2 separate regions of the Gossypium hirsutum genome follow, and region 1 is linked to region 2. The links are chromatin contacts, called in public Hi-C maps. All regions are on one chromosome and are shown on one strand. The core of a region is the stretch at or near the end of the contact, and the rest is flanking DNA. Distances in the headings are between cores, read along the strand shown.

Region 1 (5,733 bases), core at 2,004-4,503, 140 kb after region 2:
GGTCTGATTTTAAAGCTGAGGAAGCTGCTATAGAATGCCTGTATCGATGTTAATAATCGGATTGTTTCGTTTTTGTTTGTAAGCCTTGTCAGCTCTTGTGGTAATACTTGCAAGTTCTTTTTTGCTCCATTTTCTACTGAGTGTTGTCTGTTAAGATCGATTATGGAATATATTTGCAATTATTATACAGTATTTTGGCTTTTAAAGATCCAAATTGAAATCAAATTGAACCGAACCTTTCAGTGGTTTGAATCGGTTTGGTTCATCATTTTTTTAATTTTTTTAGAACTGTTTTTTTTTATATTAAAGTTACTTTCACTCATTTAAATATGAAGTTTTTATTTTCGTACTGTAAACGTTTTTAGTTTTTATATTTAGAAATTAAAAAAACCCAATTTTGTTTGGATAATTTTGGTTTATCAACTTGTGAAATGAATTGATTTAAAGTTTTTATGAATTGAATTTGTTTCAGGTTCAGATTTGGTTTGGGTTCGTTGTAATTATATATTTTCTAATAGAAATTATTAATTTATTATATTTATAAGTAAAATTATATTATAATATAATATTCATTGTATTTTTATGAAAATTAAAATTTGTTATGGCTATTTATTAACATCGAAATGATATAATGTTAATTCGATGTTACAAGTAAATTAAGTTGATGTCTTGAGCTTTGATTTAAATAAAAAAAATTTAAACATTAGAACGGAAATATCAATATTATAATATTTGTATCTATATACTATTATTTTAATGTTTAAATGAGTTGATGTTACCTCTAGATCACCAGTTTAGCTGTTAAAGTATGAAAATTATGTACACTATTGTGGGATTTGAACTCTTTTACTACTAAATTGAAGTTAAATATTGATATATTTATACATTTTAATCTTAATTATGCACATTTTACTGTTTTTATCAGTTGTATATATCAATAATGTGTTTGATGAAGTTGGTGTCGTAAGTTAAATCGACATCGACTCGAGATTGGTAATAAAACAATGAACATTTAAATCCATTTGTTTTAATTAGTATCTTAATTTTTGTGTTTTATATTTTTGGTTTTTATAAGCATATGTATGGGATGAGGTTTTTAATTATTATTAGGGTTTGTTTGGACAACACAGGATTATTAATGAGAGTAATTATACTCTTGTAATTATAAAGAAATGTAATTATACAGTTAAATAATTTATATTTTTTAAAAATATTAATTACTATAAAAAATTATCAGCATGATAAAAATAATTTGTAAATAAGTAATAAAAATAATAATTAAATCATCATATGTATTATGTTAGTCTAAAAACATGGTTGATAATTGCATTACTAATAAAATAGTAAGAAAATAAACATCATAAGTCATTGTATTTAATTGTTCTAGTGTACGTTTGTTGGGTCAATTCTTTTATAATATTTAATGTATGTTTTTTATTGTTATTTGAATTTGAATCTGAATAATTATTTTAATTTAAAAAAAATATAATTTTCAAAGTAGGGATCATAGAAATTACAACTTAATTTGATTTTTTTTATGCTATACTAAGGTGATAATGTTAACATGAGAAATATCTTAATAAAATAACAAATGTTTTTTTAATTACATTTTGAAGCCTTGAAAGTCTCATACTAAAAAAATTGTAAGTTGTTTATGATGCTTGTGTTTAGCGCCATTATCCTATACGGTATCATATTTCACGATATTGTGTAATTTTTTTTATTTACATGATTAGTATTGATTTTATAATATTTGTGTTCACAATTCAAATATCTCATTATAAAAAATTATATAGATTTAATTTGAAGAAAGACTTATTCTTTTTTGTAATACTTAAATTAAGAAAAAAATATTATAAAATTTATAATAAATAATATTTATAAAAAGGATTTTCTAAATTGTTTAGGAATTTCATACCATTCTTTATAAAAATATAAATTTTTTGTCATAACTTAATAAAAATATTTTTTTATGAATAAAAAAATTATTTTTATAGTATATAGTAAATAAGTTATATCTGTATTATAATATTTTTATAATAAATAATAAAGTTTTTGACCCAGCTTTAGAATATTTTTAGAATTTAAATAATATAATTTTTTGTTATAACTTTATAAAATACACAAATGACTTTTATAATATATAAATTTATTACTTAATCATCTCAAACACTTATACATGTTTATGCTTATAATAAAATTTTTATAATCTATATAAAAATAAATTTTTTGGCCTAAGCATAGTTAGTAAACAGATCTCATCATTAATGAAATAAAAAAAATAGTGGTAAATAAACACTAATAAATTTATTCAACATAATTAGTTATAATTTTTACATTTTTAGACTTGTTAGTTAATGAAATAAAATTTAGTGAAAGATTTATAGATAAATATTAATAAGTTTATTAAACATAATTAAATATTAACTATAATTATTAATTTTTTAATATTGTTGGGCAAGTTAACATATAATGGAAAATGTTTTTTAAAAAGAAAACGTGGCAAATAAAAAAAAGCTTTTTTGAAAAAGAAAACAAACATAATAAAAAATGGGTAAATATAAAAAATATAAAATGTAGACAATATTTAAAATGATTTATTCCTATAAAAATATATAAAGTTTTTAAATACGTCACATTTAACGCGTTGTATATATGTATGAAAAAGCAGTCTGGGGACCAAACCATTAGGAGGAAGAAGCAGATGGAAGATGGGGTCACTTGTGAAAGAACTAGCCGAAGGGGACCATCACAGTTGGGCGGTGGATAACAGGCTAGCTCACCATGAACATCAGGAGAGGTTGGGGAAGACTTGGCAGCGGCAAGTCAAGGAGAGGTTGGGTCAATGGATTTCTGACAGAAGTCCCATCAATCAGAATCAAAGATGGTTCCAGGAAAGAAGGAAGGCATGAATGAGGGGAGACTGGTCTAACATGATATGCTACAAGGATGAATCAGTCCAACAAAAGAAAATACGATAATATTTGAAACTTGCTCCCCAAGTTTACCCAAAATTATATATATACAGTTTTTCTCTAAAAATTTCCTGAGCCGCTCTCATCTCTCTGTTCCAGTAGAGATAAGGCAATTCTTGAAACCCTAAACTCGAATTCGAAGATTGTTTCTATTGGAATCATTCGATTTTCGAGTTATTTGCTCTCTGCCTCTGCATCACATTGCTATTTCTGATTCATTGGTTCCTTTGGATCCTGTTGCTTGTTTACTGCTTTGCAAACTTGATCGTTAAGGAGCTATGTCTGGTGATTCAAAATCCGGAGAATGGGAAGGTAAAGATGCATTGAAGACTTGGGTCTCTGATAGGTTATTGGCATTGCAGGGGTTTTCCACTCCCGAGTTCGTTGAGTATGCCATTGGACTAGCTAAGCAAGCGACATCGGCTGCTGATGTAGTAGGGAAGCTTGAAGAATACGGCTTGGCATTTTCCGATGATCTTCATTTGTTTGCTGAAGAAATCTTCTCCAATGTTCCTTGGAAAGTATCGCCTAGGAAGCGAAAGACTTACGACAATGAAGATGGCATTGGTACCGGTTTGGGAAAAGCTGTGTTTGAGGACCAGATTGAGTTTATCAAGGAATCCATGTTGAAGGTTGATGATGAGATGTCAATCGAGTCACCCGAGATTTCCAAGGCAAAATCCGAATTGGAGACGCTACATGAAGACCGGAGAACGTTGCCAATTTATGCACATCGAGATAGTCTGCTTAAAGCAATTGAAGAACATCAGGTTCTTGTTATCGTAGGTGAAACTGGTTCAGGGAAGACTACACAGATACCACAATATCTTCATGAAGCTGGTTACACGAAACGTGGGAAGGTTGCTTGTACACAGCCTCGAAGAGTTGCTGCTATAAGTGTTGCTGCTCGTGTTTCTCAAGAAATGGATGTCAAGCTCGGTCATGAAGTTGGTTATTCTATTCGTTTCGAAGATTGTACCTCGGAAAAGACTGTTTTGAAATATATGACAGATGGTAAGCTGTTGCGAGAATTGCTTGGCGAACCTGATCTCGCGAGCTATGGTGTGATAATGGTGGATGAGGCTCATGAAAGAACTGTCTCTACCGATGTTCTTTTCGGATTGTTGAAGGATATAGCACGATTTAGAAAAGATATCAAAATACTTATTTCAAGTGCTACACCTTATGCAAGCAAGTTCAGTGATTTTTTCGATTGTGCTCCGATTTATCGAATTCCCGGGAGACGGTATCCTGTTGAGATACAATATACAAAAGCACCAGTAGCGGATTACTTGGATGCTGCAATTGTTACAGTACTTCAAATCCATGTGACACAATCACCCGGAGATATTTTGGTGTTTCTTACGGGTCAAGAAGAAATCGAGTCTGCAGAAGAAATTTTGAAGCATAAGATAAGTGGGTTTGGGTCGGAAATTCCAGAACTTGTTATCTCCAAAATATTCTCAAACCTTCCGACCGAGCTTCAAGCGAAAATATTTCAACCGATTCCTATCGGTTCACGGAAGGTAGTCTTGGCAACAAATATTGCAGAAGCATCATTAACTGTTGATGGTATTAATTATGTTATTGATCCAGGCTTTTGCAAGATGGAATCTTATAATCCGAGGACTGGGATGGAGTCTTTGCAGGTAACATCAATCTCTAAAGCTTCTGCTGATCAACGTGCTGGTCGGTCTGGACGAACAGGTCCTGGTAAGTGTTTCCGATTGTACACTGCTGATAGTTATAAAACTAAATTGGATGATAATACGCCATCGGAGATACAACGGACCAACCTTACTAGTGTTGTTCTTTCTTTGAAGAGTCTCGGAATTCAGAATTTGCTGAATTTCGATTTTATGGATCCGCCATCGAATGAGGCTCTATTGAAAGCATTGGAACTTTTGTTTGCATTAGGTGCATTGAACAAACTTGGAGAGGTGACTAAAGTTGGTCGTCAAATGGCAGAGTTCCCTCTCGATCCAATGCTATCGAAAATGATAGTTGCTTCTGATAAGTATAAATGTTCGGATGAAGTTATTTCCATTGCTGCTATGCTTTCTGTTGGGAATTCGATCTTTTACCGTCCAAAAGACGAACAAGTTCGTGCTGATCACGCGAGGATGAGTTTTCATACCAGTAACGTCGGTGACCATATTGCTTTAATGAATGTTTACAATTCCTGGAGGGAAACGAACTACTCGACACAATGGTGTTACGAAAATTATGTTCAGGTTAGGAGCATGAGGCGTGCAAGAGACATCCGGGATCAACTAGAGGGTCTTTTAGAGAGAGTCGAAATCGAACTAACAGGCTGTCCTAATGATTTACAGGCTATAAAGAAGGCCATTATATCTGGATTTTTCTCTCATTCGGCCAGGTTGCAGAACTACGGTTCTTACCGAACTGTGAAGCATCCGCGGATCGTCCATATACATCCAAGGTCGGGCTTAGCAGACAACTTCCCGAGATGGGTTGTATACCATGAAGTAGTTCTTACCACCAAGGAATACATGAGAAATGTAACTGAGCTGAAACCGGAATGGCTGGTCGAAATAGCCCCACATTACTACCAAATGAAAGACGTCGAAGATGCCTGATCGAAGAAAATACCAAAGGGACTGGGCCAAGCTGCAGGGCGACCGGTGAAAACTGATTGATCCGATGAAAGAACAAGATCATATCCATATTTCATTAAAATCTGTTCTCTATTCACTACCTTTTTTTGAAGAAATTACAATTTCTTATCATTTTTATG
Region 2 (5,390 bases), core at 1,832-4,331:
TTCCGTGTTAGCTTTGTTTTGCTTGTCTTGTATGGAATTGTATAGAAAAAGTAGTATATCCATGGCTTTTATGCAGAATGTTTCATATTGGCATTGTTTCTTTATGTTTTTTGTTGGTTCTTGCGCATTTCTGTTTTTCTAAAACCTTGAAAGCGCAAGTATGATACGAGTAGCATCTCAGAGGTTTCAAATGACGAGCAAATATTGTTTTCCTAAAACCCAATGTTGCTCGAACTCTTCATTTTTCTTAAAGTACCAGTGTACAATGCTCTTGTCCTATGCACATTCGGATGTTGGTATATACATGAAAAACTTCCAAAAGTTGAATATACCACTTTCGGATGCATGTAACATAGAGATTAACCATTTTGAGTTCTGATGAAGCAAATTTTTATGCATGGTATCGATATTAATGTCTATGACTAGATTTGTATGCAATGGTGTGTTAATAGCATAACAAACCTAGGTTTCTAGTATTTGATCCTCTTTCTTGTTACCGAAACGAATTTCCAAGGACAAAGTCGTGAAAATGAGTTGATGCGTGGTTCCTGTTTCCATAGGAGTTAGGTGATTGAATTTAATGCATTTTATTTTCGTAATTGTCTATATGAAGAGCTAATGGATTACCCGTTTACAGTGCCGGCTGCATGAATTGGCAAACAAACGCAGAATTTCTGTTACAGGTGCATCGAAACTGTTGGCAAACATTCTCTATTCTTACCGTGGAATGGGACTATCAGTTGGAACCATGATTGCTGGATGGGATGAAACGGTATTTGAAGCTAAATTTTACTTCATCTCTCTCCTCCGTTCCCCTTTTTTTCAGTAGCATTTGATGTATACCACTGCATGTTTTAACATACTGCGTGATGTGAATTCTAGGGTCCCGGACTATACTACGTGGACAATGAAGGGGGAAGGTTAAAAGGAATGCGTTTCTCTGTTGGGTCGGGTTCACCATATGCTTACGGTGTGCTGGATAATGGGTATGCATTTTTCTTCTTTCATAGACATTTTTGTTCTGTTATTAAGCAAAAACAAATGACGGGAAAGGTGTTATGGTCCTTCTAAAGTTAAGATTCGAGAGTAAGTTCATCTAATAGATATTATGGATGTACCAGTCAATTTCGACCTGAATTTGAAAACCTAATCCGATCAATCCAAATCAAATCTAAGCTAATCAGGTTTGAACTCGAAATAATTAGCTGCAATGACCTGAATTAGACCATTTCAGGCTGAACCCAAACAAGTAATTCAAGATGATCTGAACTTAAAAGTGTTCCTGACCTGAAATGGTCTGAACCTGCAATGGTCTGACCTGAAAATTTGGCCCCCCAAAACAAATGATCTGAACTGGAAGTTCCAAAAATCTTAAAACCGAAATGAACCTATGTAGATTAACCCAACCCGCCTAATTGACAAGTCTAATTATGGATGTATTACTTGTTTGATGATAAGCAGTTGGCAAGAAACCAGTTGTGTTTAAAAGTAAGATAGCACTGCCTCAATCGAGAATTCTTTTTTGTTTTTTTCTCGTATTATGCTTAGCTCCATGTATTCATGATCATTCATTTCTATTTTCGGGTGAACTCTGTACCAGCTATCGGTATGACATGTCAGTTGAAGAGGCAGCAGAGTTGGCTCGAAGAGCTATTTATCATGCCACATTCCGAGACGGAGCCAGTGGTGGTGTCGCCAGCGGTATTTCTCTCTTCCTCCAGTCTTATAGTAACATTCCCTCTGGTTCTGTTTTACGCTTGTCCTTATCCTACTTTTAACAAACTTTTATAATTCTTAACCAGTTTATTACGTGGGACCGAATGGCTGGAAGAAGCTATCAGGCGATGACGTTGGAGAACTTCACTATAGATACTATCCGGTGATGCCGAGCACGGTAGAACAGGAGATGGTCGAAGTAACTGGAGCCTAAGAGGACCGTCCTTCACCTAGACCTAATTGAAGATGTTTGCCTTCACAGATCGGCCGACGGGATTCCATCGGATTCTACAAAGACAGTTCACTGATAGACTTAGTTTGTCATTGTTGATGTTGAAATTTCTTAAAAGAATCAAATTAGTTTAAACGGGAACTTGTTTGGAAGTTATTCAGTTCTGTTACGTTTCGAATCGAGCTTGAGTTTATTTGATTTGAGCTATCAAATGAGTCAAATTTGAAGTAATTTAATGCCTGAGCTGAGTAGTTGACGAGCTTACTCGAGTTTTTCTTTGTAGTTAGTATTCAAAATTTTCTATACAAACTCGAAATCAAGTATAAATAATTGAGTCTGAGCATGATAGTTGTGTTCATCTTTTATCGGTTAAATGAGCAGAATAAGACGCGAAGTTAGAAATTTTTTTCGAGGAGATGAAATTAAGTTATAACTTTTACGATAAAAAAATATAATTTTATTATTTTAATAGTTTATAGTTTTATAATTTTTAAAAGATTAAATTAAATTTTTATCATTTTTAAGAAATGTTAAAGTGTAATTTTATTTTTACTAATTTTAAAATTTTAAAAGCTTAAATATAAAAATTTTCATTTTAGGAGATTGAGCCTCTACCAACCTCCTAACTATGCCCTGAACAGAATCAAGCTTAATTCGAGTAAAGTTTGTTCTTCGAGCTTAATTCAGGTAAAATTTGTTTTTTTAACGTGTCACGTGACACAAATTTACTTTTATAAGATAAATTTTTAAAGTAAATTTTTTCTAAAATATAAAAAAATTAAAATTTAAGATTTTTCCAATTTTATGGAAATATACTTTTGTAAAAAGTATGTAAAACTTAAAAAAAGGCAAAATCAGAAAAATGAAAAAGGTGTTGAAAAATTCAGAAATATTTATTTAAAAAAATTATTATAAAATTTGAATTTTTTAATACTTTTAATCCCCAAAGAACTATGAGAATTATTTCAATTTAGCAATATTTCATTTTTTTTAAATAATGTAATATTTTTTAATTTCTTCCTGTAGTTTCTTGAAGTTTCGCTCTCTTTTTTTAATGAATTTTTAAAAGAAAAAATTTTTGGTGCGACGTGGCAACTAAGGATTAACCCTCATAAATAAATAAATAAATAACCGCGCACTGTCCGAACATAGTAAACACACATTTCCTCTTTCACTAAAAAAATGTATGAACATTCTTACTTTTCAAGTATCAAATCAAAACTGTAAATTTTTTAAAGAAAAAAAAATCAAAATTGTTTAACGAAATCGATTCCCCACTGAATCCCGATGCCAATCACTTCTTTTTCACTGTTCCGCAGCCGTTTACCCGCCATAACCACCGTTCTCCGCCGTCACTCACCACCCTACCGCCACCTCTTTATCCTCTCCGCCAAACAGACCCCTTCTAATTCAAGACAAAACGTATCCAAGAAACCCCAACCCAACAAGAACCTCCTCAAGGCTAAACACACCTTCAAAGATTACTCCTCTTTAGCTCCCGTCCTTGCCCCTAATGAAACTCCATCTCTTTCCGATTCTCAAGCCGTCGGCGCCGTTGCCGCTGCTCAAGCCAATTTCATGCGGGTCATAGTTCAACGGGAACCGGAGGATGGTATGAAAACTGGGTTGGAGTTGCTTTGTGTGGTGAGGGCAGTTTTGAAGAAGATAAAGAGGAGGGTTTTGGTTGGGGATAAGGTGGTGGTTGGTTCGATTGATTGGGTGGAACGGCGTGGGGTTATTGAGAATGTGTTTCAACGGAGTTCTGAGATTGTTGATCCGCCGGTTGCTAATGTTGATCGCTTGCTCGTGCTTTTCTCTATGGAACAGCCGCCGGTGGAGCCGTTTATGCTTACGAGATTCTTGGTTGAAGCTGAGTCTTATAGGATTCCACTCACGCTTGCTTTGAACAAAACGGAACTCGTTGATGAAGAGGTTCGAAGCTTTGACGCTCTTTTGATTGTAATTTACCATAAACTGTTAGTTGCTGATGTTACTTGCACTAGGCGAGTCGAAGATATTGTTATATTCAATTGTTTTAAGCTTATTGACAATTGTTAGTTGCAATGTTACTCGGAGTCAAGCGTTAGTGTCGGCCTGTAATGTTACACCGAGTTGAGTGTCGGCCTGTCGGGTACAATATGCATTCCCCATGTCCGAATGTGTATTGAAAATTGTTAGTTGCAATGTTACTAGGAGTCTAGTGTTAGTGTTAGTGTCGGCCTGTCAGGGATAATATGCATTCCCCGTATCGAGTATGTATTGACAATTGTTAGCTGCAATGCTACTTGGAGTCGAGTGTTAGTGTCGACCTGTCGGGTACAATATGCATTCCCCATGTCTGAATATGCATTGACGATTGTTAGTTGCAATGTTACTCGGAGTCGTGTATTAGTGTCAGCCTGTCGGGTGCAATATGCATTCCCCATGTCTGAGTATGTATTGACAATTGTTAGTTGCAATGTTACTTTCCTGTTGGGTACAATATTCATTCCCCGTGTCCGAGTATGCATAGACAATTGTTAATTACGATGTTACTTGGAGCCGAGTGTTAGTGTCGGTCTGTTGGGTACAGTATGCATTCTATACGGTTATATCTAACCTTTTCTAAGTTTTTTTTTTTTTGAAGTATCATATACCATGTTCGAATGTATATTGATATGAGTGTTGGATGAGTACTTTTAGGAAAAATGAAAATTCGGAGCAAGATAGGTTGTTCATTTCACATGTTCGTTATGGCATTGTAATTTGACTTGTTCTTAGCAAGTTTTTTATCCTATAAGACATAGGAATTAGATCAACAGATTAGGGGCAATTAGTTAAGAGAAAATCAAATGGAAATTTACACACACACACACACACACATATATACTAGTAGCTCTAGTCTATTATTTGAGCTTCTGTAGTTGTTTGTTTATAATAAAGAAATGGATGTTCTTCATCTCATGAAATATTCTATGTTAGTTGGAGTCAGGCTTGAGTGTTAAATTACGGTATCTGTAGGACATGGGTGTGAAGTACTTGAAGGGTCGTGTTCTTGTACCATTGTATAAATTTGTGTTGGGATATAGGTCATGTCCTTGAAGTACAAGGGTACTTCAAAAAAAAATTAAAAGTTGGTGCAACGAAACATCGAATTCCTCGATTTTCTGTTTTATAATCTATGAATCACATTTACATTGTCAAATAACATCGGTGTGATTCCTTTGGCATATGTGCATATTGGGGGACTTTGAAATGCTTTTGCAGACTCTTTTCGCATGGAAGAATAGGCTGCGAAGCTGGGGATATGAACCGGTCTTTTGCAGTGTTGAGACCAAAAACGGACTTGATTCTCTTGCATTTTACTTGAGGGATCAAACAACTGTAATTGTTGGTCCTAGTGGGGTTGGGAAATCAAGCCTTATCAATGTTCTCCGAAGTGATCACCGCACTCCTGATTCCC

The links. Hi-C and Micro-C count contacts between places; a contact is called where the count stands out from the background.
Region 1: a contact with region 2 is called in a Hi-C map of leaf, with 1.6 times the contacts expected there. The contact joins the promoter of LOC107898615 here to the promoter of LOC107898631 in region 2. A contact is called at or near these places in 2 of 34 Hi-C or Micro-C datasets (both in leaf).

Annotation. Positions count from the first base shown.
Region 1 is chrD04:57,143,049-57,148,781 of Gossypium_hirsutum_v2.1, forward strand. LOC107898615 (pre-mRNA-splicing factor ATP-dependent RNA helicase DEAH1) reads left to right here and starts at 3,254. Exons shown (of 5, transcript XM_041091054.1): 1 at 3,254-4,501; 2 at 4,572-4,688; 3 at 4,893-5,209; 4 at 5,309-5,733. The coding sequence starts at 3,254. The coding sequence ends at 4,628. LOC107898617 (ranBP2-type zinc finger protein At1g67325) reads left to right here. Exons shown (of 10, transcript XM_016824123.2): 10 at 2,672-2,842. The coding sequence ends at 2,770.
Region 2 is chrD04:57,004,973-57,010,362 of Gossypium_hirsutum_v2.1, forward strand. LOC107898631 (small ribosomal subunit biogenesis GTPase RsgA 1, mitochondrial) reads left to right here and starts at 3,082. Exons shown (of 4, transcript XM_016824139.2): 1 at 3,082-3,880. The coding sequence starts at 3,236. It overlaps LOC107898632 (proteasome subunit beta type-5), which reads left to right. Exons shown (of 8, transcript XM_016824140.2): 5 at 638-772; 6 at 883-986; 7 at 1,601-1,701; 8 at 1,803-2,179. The coding sequence ends at 1,930.